2 separate regions of the Acanthopagrus latus genome follow, and region 2 is linked to region 1. Evidence: chromatin contacts called from public Hi-C data. All regions are on one chromosome and are shown on one strand. The core of a region is the stretch at or near the end of the contact, and the rest is flanking DNA. Distances in the headings are between cores, read along the strand shown. Region 1 holds the start of tmtc2b (protein O-mannosyl-transferase TMTC2). Region 2 holds the start of LOC119023738 (protein FAM180A-like).

The links. Hi-C and Micro-C count contacts between places; a contact is called where the count stands out from the background.
Region 2: a Hi-C map of muscle shows a contact between it and region 1, with 4 times the contacts expected there. The contact joins the promoter of LOC119023738 here to the promoter of tmtc2b in region 1. A contact is called at or near these places in 2 of 4 Hi-C or Micro-C datasets (both in muscle).

The regions. Positions count from the first base shown.
Region 1 is chr8:21,869,176-21,873,897 of fAcaLat1.1, forward strand. It overlaps tmtc2b (protein O-mannosyl-transferase TMTC2), which reads left to right and starts at 3,294. Exons shown (of 12, transcript XM_037108227.1): 1 at 3,294-3,863. The coding sequence starts at 3,781.
Region 2 is chr8:22,033,659-22,038,266 of fAcaLat1.1, forward strand. LOC119023738 (protein FAM180A-like) reads left to right here and starts at 2,329. Exons shown (of 3, transcript XM_037105847.1): 1 at 2,329-2,485. The coding sequence starts at 2,407.

The DNA of each region.
Region 1 (4,722 bases), core at 2,044-4,543:
ATGTATTGTACTCGTAACGTTTATTTTCAGCACATGGATCGCGGCTGCATCAAGACACACAATACAATGAGCTCACAGAACATGAAGCATTCATTATTATTTATCAGACTACCACAGCAACAGTCAGCGGGCGGTTTGGCTGGTTAATCGTGGGAAACCGAACGATTGTTCAAATCGCCTGTCGTGCAAAACTGCAAAACACTTCACAGAGGTGGCCTCTCAGGTGAGAGGAGAAGAGGAGCCGCTGGTCTTCGTCTTGAATTACAACAAACTGCAGAACTTTCAGATGAGGACTCTTTGCACAAAACAACGACAGCATCGAAAATGCATCAGACAGGATAATTTAGTGATATAAGAAATATTAATATGGCAGTCACGCTGCAGTTTTTATACATTGGCCACTTTAACTTTCATACCTCTCACTATTTTTTGATCATACTTTAAGTTCTTTTATTTAAGTAACAATTTAAGTGCAGGACTTTCACATGATGTATTGTATGCATTGTATATTCTTTTCAGTTGTATAGTATGTAATGTCTGTATCTGTGAAGTATAGGGCTGACACTGTGGACTATTCTCTTTATTAATTATCTTCATATTGATTAATTGTCCTGTTTTTCTGACAAATAAATAACCAATCATTTGCTTGCTGTATAAACTGTCAGAAAAATGATTTACTGGAATGAAAGGAAAGTTAGTTAAGAAAATGAAGACTTGATTATTGAAGTATATGCCAATTCATTTTCCACTGATCAGCTCAGTCACTTTCTTATCTCTGCTGGTGTAAATACTAACTATAGCTGTCAAATCAAAGCCACAACATGTACTGGAATATAAGTGGAACATGGAAATAAAACTACTCAAGTAAGGGAGTAAGTGGTAGAGCGTAAAGCCCAAGTAATTAAAAACATCCTGAGCTGAGATACGGCCCCGTCCATCCCTTGTTACTTCTCCTTTGGTGTTTGGAGAGACAGACAGACAGACAAACATTAAACAGAGGAAGAGCAGTGATAAAAACATCATGTAACTGAAGGGATTTCTTTTTATCAAGTTGCATTTGATCACTTCTTCCTCTAACAATCAGATTATTATCACTTGGATCACAGCAAAAGTTTCTGTTTTTGGTTTCCTGCAGCGTCGAAAAACACGGACCTGCTTTTGAACTTCATGTTTAAGTCATTCATTTTTGGACATTTAATCTAAGAAGCAAAAGTGTTGTGTCGGCCACTCAGATCAGTCTAATTAATTCCTGAAATGTGTTACATGGAAGTGTCCTGCTGTTGTCCTGTGAAAGGCTACATTGAAGTCTGCTCCGACAGATGGGGGCCTGTCTATTGAAACAACTCTGAATCAATATGCAGTGGGCCAGGCTACTTGCTTTGTCTGTGAAGCACTTTTATTTCCCCCCCTCGCCTCGCCGCTGCCGTCTTACATCTTTATATTGTGTAATATCCTCTGTGGAGACGAGTCCAGGAACATTTTAACGGCCAGGAACATAAAGAACTCTCGCTCTAATAAGCTGCTTATTGATTTTGGAAATTAAAATGCGTTGTTCATCCTAAAATTGATGATAAAAGATCCAATCTAGAAAAGTATAATAACTACCAGACATTGCACTCATCATGGAAAAGAACACTTGTGTTATTTTATTCTATTAGTATTTTAAATGGGCCATTTTGGACTGATGGGATAATCATCCCTCATCAACTCAAGCAGTCTTATTTTTCATTAAGGACGATCAAGTTGGTACAACAGAGGCTGAAGTAATGTCCGTCCCCACAGACATCATGCACTGTGAGCCCTCTACTGGCCGCTGTGGGGTCAGCTGATCTGTGCACTCATCTTTCAGCCTGCTCAAAGCTAAATCACTGGAAAACAATCACTATAGTGACACACCGAAGAGACTGCCAGTAGCCAGTGTGACGCACATGTCACCTAAAAAAGGTCTCGTCCCTTTGAGATTTAATCTGAAAGACAGCCAGTGTTTTTGACTGAGGAGGTCTCTGCTCTGACAGACACCACTCACAAAACTATGATTTTTGGATGAAAAGCAAACTGTTAAGAAACTTAAAAACAAACAAACAACTGTTCTCTCTTTATCAATAAACAGAAGTAAAAGAAAAAAAAACTTGAAATGCAATGCATAACTACTGTTTTCTGCATTTACATTCAGTTTTTTGGAGCCAGATTAGTACTGAAGGCCTGATGAACGTTCACTTAAATCATCCTCAGCACACTGGATGATTTCACACTGCTGTTATACTCTCTAGCCTCCTGTTTTAATCATTATGCATCTAATTGAAGACAAAGATATATACATATCAGCCTATATCATGATGTGCCGTATTTGGTTGGTGATCAGAATGACATTACTGTTTGAAATCATATTCCACTAATCGCAGTGTAACCCCAAGGGAAGGAGATAATGGTGAAAATAAATCAAATATGCAGGATTCCGCTCAGAGAGTCCACAGCACCCACCTGAACGACTCCGGGATGTCCTTGAACGTCACAGCGAGGACCACCTCCACATTTTGGACTGCTGTTAGTGGTAGCAAGTGACCCTTAACCAACTGATCTCAGCATCATGTGCTGTGATTTATCCCCATCTCCGTCGGTGGCGCAGCGCGCATGCGCTTCAAATCTCCCTCACCACATGGATCTTGGCTGCGTCAACGACCCAGAGACAGCAGGAGCAGAGGCGGAAGTGAGGCAGGTACATACCAAAATTAAAGCATAAATGTACAACTACATTGTAAAGGACATCTTTAAGGGTGATTTACCTTTTAAAATCATGGATTAAAAAGTGATATCATATGTATATATGTTGTGCGTATTTGTAATGTGCTGACCTGGGCAAAATGGATTTCCCCTGTAGAAGATGAAGAACATGTAATCTAAAGTTATCTTAATTTATGGTAGAAAAAAAATCAGTTTCTGACATAAATATATATAAATATTTGTATTATCTTCACTACACGTTGAATATCAAATTATGCTGCTGGGTGATTGATTGGCAACCTTTCGCTGAAAGGTATAAGGTGCACATGGCAGAGGTAATAGGAAATCCACATGCATACATTGCAAAAAACGCTTTTGTTTTGTTTTGTTTTTCGTCCTGATGCGGTTAAAAGAATGTTTAAATGTCATGAAACCAGACGAAAACGTTCTCATCTCACCATGTGTCGCCCAAATCGTGTGAGCGCTATGAACGTGCCTTATTGTGAAAGTCCTGCCGGAAGTGGCGCACGTCATCGAGGCTGTCTTGACGTCGGTGTGGCTCACGTCGTTGATCCGGCAGCGGCCGCTGAGCATCAGAGCGCTGATCCTCCTCCTGTGTGTCGGGAGGGAAGGCGTGCTGAACGCTGCCGCTGCTGCTGCTGCTGCTGCTGCTGCTGTCACACATCCACTGAACGCCGCTCGTCCTTTATTTCCTGTCCAACTCCCAGCAGGATAAAACAGCTCCCACTCAACATGGGTTAGAGACAGAGGACCGGGCAGAGGAGAGGACAGGACGAGGAGCGACCTTATGGATTATCCACTTTGTGCACTTCAGCGAGGAGGATGATGGGGGGGGAGCCGGACTTGTTTTCGCGGAGACATCCTGACAAAGACGGGGACTGAAGAGGGAGATCGGGGACTCGCTGCTGCCTTCTCTCTGTCTCGCTTCGCATCTCTTTTGTTTTGATTTTATTTATTTCATTTTTTAAATATCATTATTATTTTTTATTTTTTTTCATTACTTCCCCCCCACCCTCCGCGTGTGTGCGAGACAGAGAAATGTTCGCAGAATTGCTGTGCGGCGCCGTGGCTCTGGTCCTGTATGTCAACACTCTGGGCGCCGATTTCTGCTACGATGACAGGTACTTGTTGGGATGAATGAATGAGGTCCAGCCCCCCCGTGTTACTAACACCGCTGTCCCCACTGTGTGTCTCTGATCCGCTCTACACCACAGCATGGCATCACCGACCTGCTCTCTCATTCGTTCATTCATTCATTTATCTTGATGCCGTAACTCTGAATGAGCAGTGTGTCAGTGCACCGGCAGCACCTGGCACTGAGAGCCTGTCGTTAATAAAAACCAGTCAGCCCCTGAGGGTGATTATCAGATCACCAGGAGAATCGATATTATGATGCAGTGAGTCTTCCTGGTGTTCTTTTACTTCTTCTGCTTGCCAGAAACTTAGTAATCACTACATTCCTGTCTCCTGCAGACACTTGCTTTCTGGGGAGTTCACGAGGTTGTGATCACACACTGTTTCCACATATTCTAGTCATGTTCCCTGCAGCAGGAGGGGTCATTTTTGTTTTTTATTTTACAGGATGAGCAGTGAAATCAGAATAGTGCTCGGTGCAAAGTGCTCCAGAGTCTGAACTTTCTCCAAGTCTCTGAGTTGCACTGGAGGAAATAATTGATCTCTGGAGGAGAAATTATGTCTTCCTGCTCCGCAGGACGAGTCCCGAACTGTTCTGAATGTGCAGCCTGATGAAAGCGTTTGGTTGTGAATCCGCTTCTCGAAAAAAAAAAATGAACGGGCGGGTTGTCACCCTCCGCTTGAAACCATCAGTTTGAGGGATGGAGCTCAGTGCTCGGGTTCAGCGGGGTAATGCATTACTCATAGCTGGCCTTTTGATATTTGATGGCTGAATGGTTGTCAGAGCCTCAGGCTCATTAATGCAGCCCCCATGCCTTGATGTGGGTCAGAGGCATCGCTATTTTC
Region 2 (4,608 bases), core at 1,079-3,578, 160 kb after region 1:
CGACAGTTTGAAGTATCTGGAGGCTTTTCTGTTGTGTAGCAGCTGCTGTCAGTCCACAGGCATGTCCTGTCCTCCCGTCTCAAATCTGATTCTCTTCAGCACTGCCAACCTGCTTCATTAGGGAAGAAGTTCAAGTGAAGTGAAGTGAAGTTCAGGGCTTTATGCACACCGAGCGTTCGTGATTGTAATTACCCATTACGATCATCCTCTTATTTAACATAATCACAATGCAAACCTAATACTCACCCCGGGCTCGATCCGCCTCTGAGTCACTCAGTAAGTACACCAATTTGAGAAAGGAAATTATTTGGGGTACGGCCTAGAATAACATTTTCATTTAATTTGCCCACTGAAAGAATATTGTGTTTGTTCAAGTTTTGGAGCTGTAGTTCTTGGAGGTTTTGCAGAGGCCACAGCTCTGCTGCCAGTTTGAGCTCAGCCTGCGTCCGCATTCCTCTGCAGCAGCCCGACTGCCACATCTGAGTCTGAGGCGAAGCTTTGTCCCACTCCGACTTCCACGGAGACACATCTGGGCGCCTGAGGGCCACATGTATGGAAATGGCCTCCAGAAAATGCAACCGTGTGCCGTGCTCGCATGTTGGCAGCACTGCGTGTCCTAAATGAATGCTAAAATAGCTCTCAAACAAATAAAAATAATTTTATATGGTTGCACTTCTGGTAAGTGTTCCTTAGGCTTGTGGAGAAGGCAGTGCCGTGCCAGGCAGTGAACAAAGTCTTTCTTTGTGGTTTCTGCGTTATGTTTCCGTCCAGAACATGGGGTGCGTGCATTGTATAATTGGAAATAATCACTTAGCTCAGTTTCATGTTCATGGAGTGTGAACTTTCCGCATCTGTCCTCCTGAGGACCACAAAACCGAGCTGGTCGCCCGGGGTCATTCTGGCACCGTCACGTACGCTCCGGCCCACTGAGGGAGCATGCTGTTGGCAAAAAAACAGAATTAACTTGTACACAAACAGGGCTCCAAGAGGACTATAAACATGGTCCCTCACCCAAATCAGTTCTGCAACCCACAGAGCGGAGCCAGCATAAACAACATTGTTTTAAAGAAAGTAACAATATATGTGTCTGACAGGCACAAAATGTTCCACATGACAAGCTGAGCAGAGAGATAATGACCAAACTATACCATCGTTTCAATCTAAAATTATGACTGGACAGAAAAGTCGCCAGATTAAGATGTTGGAATTGTATGTCACATCAACATTTCTACAGTATTAATCATTATCACCTCACTTGTATTTCCTCTCAGGATGAGGAGGATGCTGTGGTGGGACAGGTGAGAGGGCTGCCAGAGGTTTCTACAAACCATGGATATGTTGATATGTTACATTTCTTTAATTGTTTCCTTAGGTTCACTTGTCTAAATTTTATATTGTGACCGTACTGTTAGGTTTAGGCATCAAAATCATTTGATTGGGGTTAGGAAAACATCACACCTGTTTTGATCACCTCAAATGCAGCTAGAGATGATCCAACATCTGGTCAAAAACACCTGGTTTTATCACAACAAACATGAATGGAAATGGCCCAGAAGTGTCCTAAAAAATACCTTGTACCAGAATGTTGAAATGCATCCTCAAACTGCAGTCAGTGGCTTGGCTATCTGTCTGTATCTCCACCACCAAGATGAATATTGAAGTTAGGTCATAAACATGAATGAAAGGTGAATTGTTAACATGAAACATACAAATGCGGTCATGCTAGCGCTTTGCAGAAATGTGCTCACATTTTGTTCTGGTGACTGGGCGCAAAAAAACAATGTTCAAGACCAGATTGCTTCCTGTTTCAACTGACAAACCTGGCTAATTTTAGCAACCACTGAGACGTTTTCCAGCTGTCGCTAAACTGGCTGCCAGAAGTTGATCTGCTCATAACCCTTACCAAGTGTTTCTTGTGCCTAACCAAACCGAAACCTTCAGCGCAGCGTTGCCACAACAACTGAGGCATTTATTCTGGCGGCTGGGATGGACGCGATGCACTGTTGAGTTGCATTAGCACAACAGTGGATTTCAATTCAATACCTGTGAGTGATGAGAAAATGATTTTTTTTTACTGTCTGTGAACCTGGTGACAAGCAAGCTGCTGAAAGCATTTTAAGAGATGAGGTGCACAGTCAGAGGAGAGAGAGAGAGAGAGAGAGAGAGAGAGAGAGAGAGATCAGATGTGGATGGAAGGGAGGGGGGGGAACACAGTCCCGAGGACAGATGGGGTGAGGGAACATAAGTGATGTGATGAAGAAAGTGCACAGTGTGGTGCTGTGCGAGGCTGCGGAGGCAGAGTTAAGAGAGGGGAATAAATGCAACAGAGGAGCATCCTGGGTGCTGACAGGCAGACAGAGACACAGTGGCAGACGATACATGCGGCTATCGTCGTGAGAGTGAGTCATGCTGCCCTGGAGGATGGTCATCGTTGGTCTTTTCTACTGCTGCATCAAAACAGGTGGTGCACAGCATCAGGCTAAAGGTAAGACACGAGCCGAGGTGTGATCTTTGAATGCAGGTCAGCAAACATTTCAGTTAGTAGAGTCAAGTTTTCTCCACATGACTCTTCACAGAGCAAAATATATTTCAGAGCAGAGAGAGCGTCATTTGATCTCTCTTTCATGTGAGTCTTGGCTACAGGAGAATTTCACGCATAAGTCGGTTATTTATGCAGTGTTAATGATCTATTTGCAGTGACTGAATGAGTCTTGGCTGTAGACTGAGTGTACTTTGGTTTAGTGTAACATAATATTGATTCATTTAAAAAATGCAAATTAACAAAATCTTGTACAAGCATAGCTTTGTAATGGGGATGACCTCATTATGTGTATTGGACAGGAGAATATTTTTTTCTCTGCAGCCCTCCTACACGAGTGGGAAATGATCCGTCTACAGCAGCCCCGTTGTGTTGATTTTTCACCTACAGCACCTTTAATAGAGCAGAATCCAGAACGTTACAACACAAAAAATACTAAATAAGTGCCGTCTCACTCATTTGTCAGAGGAATACTGTGTTTTTCAGTCGAAGCGCACATTTATTCTATGCACGCTTTTATCATCATCTCTCTACTAAGTTCAGATGTCATCCGCACCTGTTTCTAATACAAAAGGAGGAGCAGGGGGATCTAAAGACAATCTGACAGAGGAAACTCATATTCCTCAAGTGAAATGAAAAGCATACCGCTGAGATATCCCGGCCCGCGCCTGTCATGAACCGCTTTTGTCTCATCAGTTGGGATCTTTGATGGTTTGATCAAATGTTATTGGTCCCATCGTTCACCGAGACATGAACAGAAATTAAGATCCAGGGATGACATGGCGGTGCAATAACTCAAATGTTGGATTTTTTTGTTTTGTTTAGTTTTTTGGCTGGGGACACTTCTCCACTGACAGGAAGCACGAGCAACAGTTAAAAGCACTGAGAGTCATCAGAAGCACATATTTGTCCTCTGTTATCCCCTTGATACAGAGCTCAGCTGGTAAACACATGAAGTGGTTTGTGCGGTTCTTATGATAGGCGTAATTTAAGGTTCATCTAAATTGCTCCAACAATAAGCACTCTGCAATGCATTTAGATGTAGATAACTGGGTTTTTTGATGGTTAAGCAATAACGTTGAAATGCTTTCATCAGTATGTTTTACTAGAACATAGATTTATTTAATCGTGGCAGTTTGGAGAACCCCTAAAGAGAAAAAGTAATCATCGCTACAGTGCCAGCAGTTACTGGCCTTATTGAACGTAGATTAATGGCGATCATTATCTAAACATTACAACTGACTCGTGTGGATTATCTGATCCTGCAGCAGTCTATTAAAAGATCATCATTTTGTCGAGCCTGTTGTTTCTGACACCAAGTCTGTGGCGAGAAGTAAAAAGAGTTGGCGGATGGGTTGTTGACTCTGGCTCAGACATCTAATGCTCTTCTTGATTTTGTTTCCCTCTCTCGTCACAACATCTTTACTCCAGACAAAACTGTACAGGTTTAATGGTTTGGATTGTGCTGCTGCAGATTAAATTGATGACATCGAACAGCACGGTCCAGTTCAGTCACGAACTCTACCGCTGCCTCCAAGTCTGCATGACAGGGCAGCTATCCGTCTAGATTTTTGTCTGCATGATTTCCTCTTCAATTTTTTTCTACCATCTGTTTTTTATTTTTTTTTTATTTTTTTTTTTTCATCTTTTCATCTACACTACATAAACAGTGAGCTGAAGTTAGGGAGTGGTTACCTAGAATTGATCCTATATACCAATAGTGAAAGGAAGGACTCAGATCTTTTCTTTAAAGATGCATTGTGCACTAACTGGTCACCTGTTGAATTCATACTCACAAATGGGGGGGGGGGGGCATATCACTCAACTGCTACAAGGTTCAGTTAGCTCAGTTAGCAGAGCAGCTAGCGGTCCAGACTGTGAGCTTGGAGCACCAGGTAAGTGTTAGCAGGGCTAGCTGGTTAACATGGTTTGCAGCACAATACGTAGACGTCATGATGTTAGAATTTTTCTAAATTCACATATTCTGTAATTTTAGTGAAGTTTACATACTGCACCTAAAATAAAAGTACACATGCCACAGCACAGAAATACCTCATAAAAGTTATGCA